Linked DNA regions of Zea mays: region 1 is linked to region 2. Evidence: chromatin contacts called from public Hi-C data. All regions are on one chromosome and are shown on one strand. The core of a region is the stretch at or near the end of the contact, and the rest is flanking DNA. Distances in the headings are between cores, read along the strand shown. Region 1 holds the start of LOC100194273 (Mitotic checkpoint serine/threonine-protein kinase BUB1). Region 2 holds the start of LOC542105 (GCK-like kinase MIK).

Region 1 (6,441 bases), core at 1,129-3,628, 210 kb before region 2:
CAGGAACAGTGGTCGCATGCGTAATCATAGTTGGTGAATCTTTGACTAGACTGTGGTCTTGTTACTCCTGCACACCTGCAGCCCTATGTGGGTTAGGTATGCGCATTGAATGTTGTTGTCCCCGGCAGACTTCAGCTGAGTCTCGCCCTGGGTTTTGTCTCCCTTACCCGAGGTGGGCTCGGGCGAGGCGGAGACTGTCGTTCTGGGGTGAGGGGACCTCGACCGGGACGAGGATTCTCTCGAGAACACACCCCGTCCGAGGACAGGCTCGGGCGAGGCGGAGTCTGTGGAGACCCCTGAGGGGGGCCTTGGGCGAAGCGCGGCTTACGATCCTTCGTACCTTGATGGTGTTTTTAGTGGTTAAGTGTGTTTTAGGGGTGTAATCTGAGTACGCCTAATTACCACACCCGACACCGCCTGTTTTCACCGGAAAACCGGATTTAATGACATGATTGAGTTCTAGTTTAATCATTTAGTGCCCAGATTTGGTTTTGTGATGTTTAGGGTTTTAGATTTTTTTTACATCATCAAAAGTTAGGTGTATTGTAGCCTACTAGTTATATATTAGTACTATTAATATATAGTTATATATGTTAGTATTTAGTTATATATATGTTAGTATTGTTAATATATGTGTAGTGTGTAGGTCCATTTGTTCGTGTTAATACATAGTTCTATGCTAAGACCTAACTCATTTGCTTGTGTCATGTTAATATTTAGTTATTGTCAGATGGTTTATGTTTTTGTTAGTAAATATGTTTCGATGTTTTATGTTAATATGCCATTTGCTACAAGTTATATGTTTTTATTCTACTCTTGTTACATGATATTATGTCTTCTTATTTATAGGAGGCATGTCGGACATTGTCTAGGAGCATGGAGAGAAGGTTAGCACGGGTTTCAAGAGAAAATATTGTAGAGAAACTAAGAGCGGAGGGGGTGGTACACGTTTGAAGGAGCATCTCGCACATAAAAAAGATCATCAAATCGAAGGGGGAAGAAGAGGGACATCTCGCACATAGGGGGTGGTACCCGTTTCGACCATTCTATGTTGTTGTCGAGATGCATGTATATGTAACTACAAGCAGATCGGTGTGTTATTTTTGCTTCGACAATAGGTATTTATTTATCGTTCTTGTTTTATCGCTAATGTATCTCATATCATTGTATAGGACTACGTATACGGAATGGGCCCATACCAGGATCCTTCCAACATGCCTGAATACTATGACTCGAGCTGAATAAAGAGTATTGTGAAACAAGTAGACATATGTATCGTGGCCTCGTGGGAGAACTCTAAAAGAACTTGTATAATTGTATTTGAGTATTGTGCCATCCGATGGTTGTTTGTTGCATGAGAATTGAAGTTTGTGGTTGCATATGTATGTTGAATATCATTTTGGTGAACATATGTTGTGTGAGTCAGTTAGTATTTACTATGCAACGTGAATTGAGCAAATTACAAATGAACTCTGCCAAAATTTTCCATTTTTCCCTGAAAACAAAAAAATGATTCATATGGGTGGTTTACCAGCGGCATTGGGTGGTTTACCGCCGGTTTTTCGCCGTAAAACCATTTTGAATTTGTTCAAATTTGACATGGGCAAACCGGTTGATTTTGTCGGTTTTCACCGGTTTACCCATTACCCGTGGGTAGCAGTTTTCTCCAAAAACGGTTTGGTTATCCTTGACCCAAACACATGTCTAAGCTCATTCCATTATGTACATGGATTTTTAGAAGAGGAAAATCAGACCTATAAGCAGCCTAATTAAGACCGAAATCAAGGTCTCACACATGGCAGCCTCGCAAGAATTTGAATAAGAAATCAACATATACTAGTGCATCCCAGTTCAATCCCACAGGGGTACTGGTAGGCATGAGTAACCAGACCCTGAATCGCGGAGGTAGAGCCGCGCAAGCTAAACTAAACGTCCAAATTGCACATGCTTTACATTCAATCAAACGGCGGAACCTTCAGACACGCACAAGCACACGCACGGACGCACCGCACCCGTGCACTAAGCGAGCTCCCACACGGATTCGCACACGCTAAATGAATCCAAGTAACAGAGGCATATCTCGAGGTAGATTCGAGATTACCTGAGGTACGGGAGGATGGGGTCCGAGGGCGGCGAGGCCACCTCCCACGAAAACCTAGGCGACTTCGGGAGCGGGCTACAGGCGGCCCCCTGCGCCGCGGCCGGAGTGCGGTCCAGGATCACCATGCCCCGATACAGAGAGCCTCTCCCCTCTCGGACGAACCCTGCGGCGATCGCCGGCGACGAGCAGCTCTGCAATTTGCTCTCGCGCGTGTGTGAGGCTGAGCCGTGGACAGCACTGGAGGGCAAATATTTGGCACCCAAAAAATTTGAAAAAGAATCGCCCCGCAGCTAAGTGGCCAGTGCCCACTCGTCAGGACCCAAATATTTCCCCTACTACTTTAGACTGTATGCAGTAGTGTCCTTTAAATTTTTTCCCCTAAATGTTACTATATAGTCACGTCAGCAAGATTCACTCTCCTATATTCACTTATCCCGCAACTATTCTCCCTAAAAATTCTCATATATATATCCCTCTACTCATTAAATATACATTTCCATATAACTAACATAACCAAATTCATTTTCTTTTTCCTTTTTTCCTTTTCACACGTCCGGCATGTTGCGATGTTATAAATTTATAAAAAAAATATATTTATTTTTTTACAAATTATGCATAATATACAAAACAAACATTTGAGTTAAAATTTATTTCGAAATTGCATACAAAACTTCACAATTGTGCGTCGTCATAATTATTGAGAAACATTGCGATGTAAAAAATTGAACCAAGCTTACGTTGGAAGCAGACACCGACCATTCGTACGCAGGAAGCCACGGTTGGCTTCCAACGAAAGCCACGAGCTTTCCCCTGAAGCCACATTGATCTCGCCTATATATATGCATACTTTCTCTTCGCATATGTAGCCACAACGAACACAACTCCAGCAAGTTAGCCATTGTTCGGTATGTCTCACTGGCATAGGGAAGATGATTCCGATTCGAGTGATAGTGAGGACGACACACTTTTGCTTGTCAATCTTCTTACCCTCAACATTGAGGCTAAACGCCATCTCCGACGATGTTCCGGTATACCTCGCCGCATCATTCACAGGGATCATTTTGCTGGAGAAAATCTCATCCAGCATCACTACTTCGGCCCGAACCCAGTGTATCCACCCACGTGTTTCGTAGAAGGTACGCACTTCAAATTATTGTAATATGTTATGACATTATCATTGTATTCACAATGAACCTATTAAATTTTATAGGTTCGGCATGAGTAGGCCGTTGTTCATCCGCATTATGGAAGGACTGCAACAGCAGGATAGTTACTTTACGCAACGGGTGGACGCAACAGGCATGCTAGGACTCGGGCCCCTACAAAAAGTATGTGCGGCAATGCGGATACTTGGTTATGGGTTACCTACTGATGCGGTAGACGAGTACATTCAAATTGGGGAGTCAACCGCTAGGGAATGCCTTCATCATTTTTGTCGCGCAATCATTGCATATTTTAGTGGGTGGTATCTACGAACTCCTAATCAAGCTGACATAGCACACATCATGCACAATAGCGAGGCTAGGGGTTTTCCTGGAATGTTGGGTTCCATAGATTGCATGCATTAGGAGTGGAGGAACTGTCCTACGGCATGGCGTGGTCAGTTTTGTTGCAGAAATGGTAGACCTTCGATGGTACTCGAAGCGGTAGCAATGTATGATCTTTGAATTTGGCATGCATTTTTTGGCATGCCTGGGACAAACAATGACGTAAATGTGCTTCACCGATCACCAGTATTTGACCCCATGACAACCGGTCGAATGCCACTAGTGAATTACACAATAAATGGTCATGCTTACAACTTCGGATATTACCTTGCTGATGGCATTTACCCCAACTGGCCAACTTTTGTAAAAGCAATCAGACACCCATATGAGGAAAAGAAAGTCTATTTCACACAAATGCAGTAAAGTTACCGAAAGGATATTGAGTGCGCATTTGGAGTTCTTCAAGCCCGGTGGGCGATGCTGCGTGGTCCAATGTACGGTTGGGATCGTAATCGTTTAACGGAGATAATAACAGCATGCATCATCATGCACAACATGATTGTCGAAGACAAAGGGCAGTTTGCTGCTAATATAGATTTCGGAGAAAACACTTCAGGCATTGAACCATCTCAACTAATTCAAGAAGGACGGGCGGAATGGGTGATCAATCACTTTGATCTTCGTCGCCAAGACAGGTCGTGCTCACTACAAAATGATCTTGTGGAGCATTTGTGGGCTCGACGTGGAAGCATGTGAACTTTTCATTTCATAACTACGTATTTCGAACTTCAATTGAATAATTGTAAGGTCCTCTGTCATGTCGTTGTTATGGTTCTTCAAATAAATAATTTAATTCTACAATTTCCTACCCTATGTCGTCTGTTCAGGGACAAAGTCATTACAATTCATTATGTACAACCTAATTTTTACCAAGTAAACCACAAGATAACAATGCAACAAATAATAATCCTAGGTGTTTCCACAGCCGACTTAATTATTATGTAGTACACACGTTACAACATAACATAGAACCAACATGTCATGCAAGACTTATGGTTACAACAAATTTATAATGTTTTCGAAAACAAATAACACAATGAAATTAGATAAAAATTCTCAAATAGTTTTCGGCACCAGTACTACGACATGTCACACAACAGTACATTTATTGAAAACTAAATATGAACTGCTGCAAGCGTTTTTTCTGCTCCTTCATCATAGTCCAAACTTCAGGATCCACTACCTCTTCACTAGTTGACTGTAGCATCTGCAATTGTTGTTTGGGCGATTGGAGTTCTTCAAGTTTCAATTCCCTTTCACGAATGCTTAACTTTTTTGCTTCCAATTCCAACCTCTTTTTCTCTAGTTCCCTGTCTTGTTCAGTGCACTTTTCTTTCTTTTCACCCTTTTCTATGCAGCGCTGAATTTGTTTTTCAGTTAAATCTTGCAAACGGCTTAAGTATTCCGTCGATGAGGATGACATACCTTTCTTTCTCTCAGATTTACTAGAATCATGACCACAGGGCCGTTTTCTTGTCAAACCAGCAGAACCACTATTAGATTCATGTCCACCAACTAATGGAGTACTAGAAGATCCAATTGATTTTGCATGTAATCCTCGGAATGAAGTTCCTTGACAGATGCTCCCATTTAGGTTCCCCCTTCAGTTGATGCCAGCAATGCATAAAATGGAATTGTTTGTTCTCTTCGTGTCACACCCGGTTTTAGAAGGCAAACCGAATGCGAACCATGTACGTGCCAGGATCAGCGATTCACGTACACAGCAGTTACATAACATGGACATCATCACACAGTGCTCAAATAGTATTAAAAAGGGAAATAGTAGTCGATTACATCATATGTCTGAGACATCCACATAGTCTTTACAAATCATCAAAGTGCGGAAAAGAAACGTATATAAACGCGGCCTTCATGGGCAGCCGACTGGGGGTTGCCGCTAACCCATGCCTAGAACTCGTCGTAGTCTTGGAACTCCTGGAAGTCTTCTTCCACGGCTTCATCTTCTCCTGAGCAGTGGCTGCAATGCGGACAACCTGGGGGGGATTGGTGTGTAGAGCAAGGGTGAGTACACATCAACGTACTCAGCAAGCGTCCTGTTTGGCTGTAGTGGACTAGCTTTATGTGGGGATAAGTCAAGCAGTTGCTTTTAGTTGGTCAGATTATTATTACTAGTAGAGAAAGCCAAGTTTTAGAATTTACCCACGTTATTTACCCAGGTGTATCCTTTCCAAACAGAAAGCATACCACCTACCATTACCAGAGTCAAAGCCAAGAACCATCAGTCTCATTGCCACCTGTAATCTGAACATCTCTGATCAAGTACCACTAATCACTGGAGCTCCCTTGGCCGCTTATAACCGCGAGCACGGCTGATATATCAGTTTTCAAACACTCTGCAGAGGTTGTGCACTTTACCCACAAGTCGTGATTCCCTTTCTGCCCGGAGATCATGACTCTCCATTGATCACTACCAAGGTGACCCAGTAGGGTTTCACTAGGTAGCCTTTACAAAGACTCCCCGGGGCTGTAGTCACCCGTTAGGTTTCCTAAATGTACCGCACTCCTCCCCAAGGGACAAATCAACCTTGGCAGAGCAAGCCGCATACACCGAGCCCCATTGACGGCACGACGGCGAAGCGAACTACACCCCGGATCCTCTAATTATTCAGCTAAGGGCACCCCATTCCACCCTCATGGTTGCACTGTTTTCCTGGGCGGTCATCCAACGAACAGGTCCTTACGGAGAGGCACTCGAGAAACCGCTCGAGCCCCCTTAAAGGCCACAAGTATAACATCATAATAAAAGAAGGGAAAACAGCGTATCATTGATAA
Region 2 (6,456 bases), core at 2,705-5,204:
AGTCGGGGTACACGAACCCAATGGCGTCAAACACTCGGTTCAGTCTCTTCTTTTTTCGACCTCCGAAGGCTGCTGACAATGCAGTATCTTCGGCCTTTGAATATACCCCAAGTAGTTCATCACTTACAGTTTCAATGCTTTTTAGCCAGTCATCATCTGGCTCAACGAATTTATCTCCGAACTTAAAAGTGTACTTCAGCCTGACTAGTCCACCTTCGTCAGCCTCTTTAATGGTCTCCTGCGGCATTTCCCATTTTTCCACAAGCGGCCATACTCTGAAAGCAATATGTTCCTGGACCAAGTCTCTCGTCCCAATAAAAGAGCAAACAACTCCAAAGGCTCTCTGGCATTCTTCGGCTAATTCATTCATTTCCACCTTCGTCCTCCGCAGGCCGAAGCGTTGCCAGATAGGACGCATAATGATCTTCTTTATATCTTCTCGTGATATCAAGTCATTCTTCACGTAAAACCATTCCGTCATCCAGTCGCCAGGCCACCTCTTTCGAAAGGTCGGCACTGGGCAGCTTGACCCAGACCGGGAGCCGAAGCTGTAGCACCCAAAATTGTTGTGATACTGTTCCTTACCCCAGGGTTTTGTCTCGTATATCAATTCGTGTATGTTGCAGAAACTTTTCGCATCAGGTTCCAAACCTTGGCTTCTAACGGCCCACACGAAGATATTCATCCTTATGATTGCTTCGGGGGTAAGTTGGTGAAGGTAGATTTCAAATATCTTCAGCACCTCTACAACAAAGCTGCTCAAGGGAAATCGTAGTCCAGCTTTCAAGAAGCTTCGAAATATTACGACTTCATTTTCCTCAGGAGTTGGACAAGTCTTCTCTCCTTCGTCGGCCCTCACAACGGACAAGTCCCGGAAATATCTTCCCCTCATGTTGACAAGATGATTTTCTTTAATACTTGATTTGCCGAAAACCGCATGGCTTGGTCGCCAGGGTCGATCTTCGGAGTCTTCACCTCCACTATCCACATCATAGTTGTCACTGTCGCCAGTATCTTCAGATAAACCCTCCAAGATTTCTTTAGTAATCTTCTCTGTATTAGTCTTCGACATTGATTGAAGAAAACCCAGATGCATCTCCTCAGAAAGACTTAGCTTCGAATCACCCGAATCACCAACAACTTTTTTACCTTCAGACATCTTTGCAAACGCTGAAAAGCGCTCTCTAAACCGAAGCTTTAAAATCTAAAAGGCCAAGCAAGTGTTGTTGCGTGTAGGCTAAAGGTTGGGTGAGTAAAAACGGTTGGCAAGAGAGCGTACCAAATAACTCGGGATGAGCTCTTATTTATACGCCTAGAGCGTTGAAAACTGGAGGGTCCCGCTTGTCAAAGACTGATTGCTATTCTAGCAAAGGGAAGGTGTTTTTCGGACCTTCGGCTTAAGGCCTTCGTCCATATCGCAATATGAATTTATCAGTACAACAAATTAATACTGCGAGGGGCTACTGTTGGGGGCCTTCGGCTTCCGAAGGTCCTCAAAAACATGATTTAACAATGTTTTCCAAGTGATGTGTGAGCAGGTATCTTCGGAATTGGATTACGAGTATATAAGATTATGGTCAAGACGAAGCTTGAGTGGGACGGAAGGCAATTGTGACGAAGGAAAAGATTATTACGAAGCTATGCGCAGATAAGCTTTGGCATGACAGTAGAAAAGGGGAACCGACTTAAAGATGAAAAGCCGAATCAGACCCTGAAGAATTACTGTAGAGTTGTTGATAAATATAAAGGGCACTAATGTAATTTTACATGGGCTGCGTCCCGTGCCTAGAAATAGATGAACAGTACTCCCGTACTGTTCACGCTGACTAGGCATTCGCTTTTGGCGTCACACTTGTATTTTCACTCCTTCAAGCCGAAGGTACATTTGTAATCTAATATTATTTGTACAAATAAGATAAATGGAAATAGATTAATAATAATGTTTAACAAAAGATTATATTACTTTCTGTACTTTGTATGAATGTTCTTCATCTCTCATCATGGTCATGAAGGCATGTTTTTCATAACCTTCGTCCTAGATTCATTATATCCGAAGGGAAATAATGACCCGAAGGACGAAGGGCTTTGACATTTAACATTTTATGTTGCCTTGTTCTTGATTCATAGCATTTGAGAACAAGTCCCCAACACAATTCATGACTAACATTTAGTCATTGTGATGAACTCTTTAATCATATTGGCATGGCCATGCACTTTCCAATCCAACTATCTTGGGGCCTCCACAGACATCTCTCCTATTATCTAAGAGGGGCAAATCCCATTTTGATCCACTCTTATTCTGTTCCGTGCTTTATGGTACATATGAAGATTCCTTTTATAACTACCCAGATACGGTGTAGCGATTGGAAGTCCCAAAACACATAACCACACATAGTGAGAAACAATGACGATCTATAGGTGTACAACTCGAAAATAACTGATGGCACATGCAAAACAACAATCCCATCAGTGTTTCGGGGTGGGTCAATCTAACACCATGTTCATTAACATGTGTCCACATTATTAATCTGATATATCTATATCCATGATCCGTAAAACATTTAATTAATACATGTGCTACTCTGTGCATACTCATTATTTCATACAACGATATGGAATATGGATTATGTAGAATAACACCATAATCAACAAAGAGTTTTACGAACAAGTCACATACTTGATAATCGATCTAAATGTTAGTTATTAAACAATACTTTATTCAATAGTACATAGACATAGTCATGACATAAGCCTCTCACACATTCACACTAAAATAACTGATGTAAGCACCTTATACCCATTGATCTTATGTGTGCCTCACAATTTACTTATGAAAGAGGTTTCGTCAATGGATCTGCAACATTTAATCCACATTGCAAATATTTATATCACCTCGTCCAGTGATCTCGCGAATGAGGTGACATCGACTTAATATATGTTTGGTCTTTTGGTGTGATCTAGGCTCGTTAGCCCGTGCAATGGTTCCACTATTATCACAATAGAGATCCACTGAGCTGGGCGCACTATGAACAACACCCAATAAAAAACAAATTTTCTGATCCAAACAACCTCTTTTGCAGCTTCTAAAGCTGCAATATACTCAGCTTCCGCGTCGAATCTACTACTGTATCTTGTTTGTAACTCCTCCAACTCACCGTTCCACCATTGACACAGAAAACAAAACCGGATTGCGATCTAGAATCATCTACGTCTATATAGAAGCTAGTATCAGTGTAATCAGTTACAATGAGTTTTTTCTCACCACCAAACACTAAGAACACATCCTTAGTTCTTAAATACTCAAGGATGTTCTTTATAGCTGTAGAGTGAGCTTCATCATAGTTTGATTGATACCTGCTCGTACCACTTACAACATACAAGACATCTGAGTGTGTATATAGCACTGCATACATGATGGAACCTATAGCCGAAGCATAAGGAATCACTTTCATCCTTTCTTGCTCATTAATTGTCACCGAAACATTTGGTGAAAACCGTTCAAAATCAGTGCGAATACACAATTGATCGAGTAGTCATAATAGAAGGAATCCACTTTTTTTCTAGATCATAAAGACTATGAAACTTTCTATCTTTTTCTCCACATAATCTATACGATACTTAAATTGTCCACAACCAGGTTCTCGAACCAAACATACCCTATCTACTAGCATTCAAACACGAGTCCTGACCTCCCTACCCCCATCTCCAGCCCCTCCGACGCGGCCCCACCATCTCCACCTCCCGGCCGAACAGACACGAACCAGGGACCAACGACAAATCTCGCGACCTCTCGAAATGAGCGGTACCGGAAGCAGCGTGTAGCGCGAGACGAACGCCGCCCTAATCCAAACCCTAGAGGCGGGAGGAAGACGGCGAGCGAACGCAGCAACGATTCCTGATCTCTAATATCCTAGCACGGCGGCGGCCGCGGCCGGATCTAGGGGTAACGAAGGATGTCGGACTCGGCATCGATGGCGGCCGCCATCGAGGCGCGGTTCAGCAGCCGCGACCTCATCGGCTGCGGTTCCTTCGGCGACGTCTATAAAGGGTACGGATGACGCCCCCACTCCCGTTCGGCAGTCCCTAAATTTCCTTTCCCTCTCGTTGCCTTCGCGCGGATTTTGAGCTCATGCACGGCAGGCGGCGGCCACGCTTGATTTAGCCGTTAATTTAGCTTCGGGTCGAGCGGCATTGCGGATTCGGGCGCTGGGGCTGGGTCCAGCGGGTAATTCGTGCGTCGAGTGTTGGTAGATAGTTGATCGAGCGGCCAGCTTGGTAGCGTCTGTGATGCTATCCATCTGCATGTCCGAGTTAGTTCCGTGCCATTGGTGGAGTTCATCGGGATCTAAAGGGAAATGACGCAGTTTGTTTGCTCAGTGTGGGATTTGGGCGTTGGGAACAAGCTGTGTCAGCGTGTCAATCGGGGATTTTTTTTTTGTAATTCACAACCCAGACAACTTTCATATGCTACTTCTATGTAAAAGGGTCTTCCCTTTGGACTAGAAACAATCATCAGTACGTGAAATGAAAAGTTCTGCTATGTACTTGTATCATTTCCCAAAATACCTGTTTTTACTTAACATATAATGCACATAGAAGTTGACATTGCAAAAAAACCTATTAGGCCGAGAGGATCTGAGTATGTATAGGGCAGAATATCAGGATTACAACATGACAGAGAGTTCAACTCGGGTACAACTACCTTAGGGGGTGGGATGTTTGGATCCAGGTGACTGAATTTTAGTCCTGTCACATCGGTTGTTTAGATTTAGTTAAAGTACTAAATGTATTCTAGCTACAAAACTAATTACACAGATGGGGACTAAACGATAAGACGAACTTATGAAGCCTAATTAGTCCATGATTTACCTATGTGATGCTACAATAAACATTTGCTAATCATGAATTAATTATGCTTAATAAATTTGTCTCACAGTTTAGTCTTTATCTGCATAATTAGTTTTGTAATTAAACTATATTTAATATTCGTAATTGGCATTCAAATATCCGATGTGATACGAACTAAACTTTAGTCAGGGGAACCAAACACCTCTTTAACCGACTCTAATTCTAACTCTGCTATCAATCTGATTCTATCCTATCTTTAATCAGAGTCGGTTAAGGTCTTCCTATATTATTAGAGATGACAATGGGTAAATATATTACTATCCCATACCCATACCCGCAACAAAAAAATAACCCCGTCGAGTCACCCATATCCGCTGGTGGGTATGGATTTACTCCCATACCCATACCCATGTGGGTATGGGTCACCTGTCGTGTCACCCGTACCCATAAAAATTAAACATCTATCAAAATAATACATTATACAAACATCAAGTATATCAATCTAAATACCATTACAAAGTTTCGAGCATCATTTAATCATCCACTCAACAACACCATGGATAATTGGATAAAGTAGCAACACTAGGATAGTACCACATAACACATTACATGTTTCATTATATGGTCATCAAATAGTTGTTAAGCCTTCTATGACATTACCACCAAAAAGTTTGTTAAATAGTCAAATAGATGGATGATCGAAGCCCAAGTTCACGCTTTTATACTGGGTATTTTATACCCATGGGTTAACGGGTATGGGTGAGGGCGGAACATTGGAATACCCATTTACCTACTGGGTGAAGGCTTTTGTTCAATAAGAGACCCATGGATAGAATATTTAGCTTGTATACATACCCTAATGACGTTTTATTACATGTTACTGTATTCTTCTTGGATCCTCTCCTATTGCATGAAAATCCAAGAAGCAAGTAGCCATCTCTCGATCTATTACTAAAGCAGAACTTCGTCCTCTTGCCACTACTACTGCTGAAATTATTTGGTTGCGATGGCTATTGACTGATCTTGGTGTCTCTTGCAACACTCCTACACCTTTTTATGTGATAACATGCTTGCTATACAGATTTCTCATGATCCTATGAAGCATGAACTTACTAAACATATTGGTGTTGATGCATCTTTCACCCGGTCTCATTGTCATCAGAAGACTATTGATCTTCAATATGTGCCTTCAGAATCTCAATTGACTGATTTCTTCACTAAAGCACAAACCAGAGCATAACATCACTTACACTTGATCAAACTCAACGCCTTAAATCCTCCACTTCCTCCTTGAGTTTGAGGGTGTGTGTGAAGGCCCATTAGGCCCATCCCATCTAAGGCCTGTTGACCTCTATATATACTCTATACAGTCCATATGGACAGGTTGCCTCTTGTCAATTCAAGGCTAGTAACAATTCTATCCTATCTTTAACCAGAGTTAGTTAAGGTCTTCCTCTATTATAGAACAACTGGGCCCTGATCTGATATGGCGTAGCTTGAAATACAAGAACATTCTATTCTAATGGGCATGTTGTCTACATGGAGGATGACATTATATTTGCCTGATTTCTTTATTTCCCTCATCAGTAGACATTTGCTTCACTTAAA

What was found. A called contact is a pair of places that touch in the nucleus more often than the background predicts.
Region 1: a Hi-C map of leaf shows a contact between it and region 2, with 4 times the contacts expected there. The contact joins the promoter of LOC100194273 here to the promoter of LOC542105 in region 2. A contact is called at or near these places in 4 of 25 Hi-C or Micro-C datasets (ear, endosperm, leaf and 1 more).

The regions. Positions count from the first base shown.
Region 1 is chr7:160,973,281-160,979,721 of Zm-B73-REFERENCE-NAM-5.0, reverse strand. LOC100194273 (Mitotic checkpoint serine/threonine-protein kinase BUB1) reads right to left here and starts at 2,378. Exons shown (of 12, transcript NM_001139312.1): 1 at 2,102-2,378. The coding sequence starts at 2,226.
Region 2 is chr7:160,763,483-160,769,938 of Zm-B73-REFERENCE-NAM-5.0, reverse strand. LOC542105 (GCK-like kinase MIK) reads left to right here and starts at 3,954. Exons shown (of 20, transcript NM_001111738.1): 1 at 3,954-4,048. The coding sequence starts at 3,954.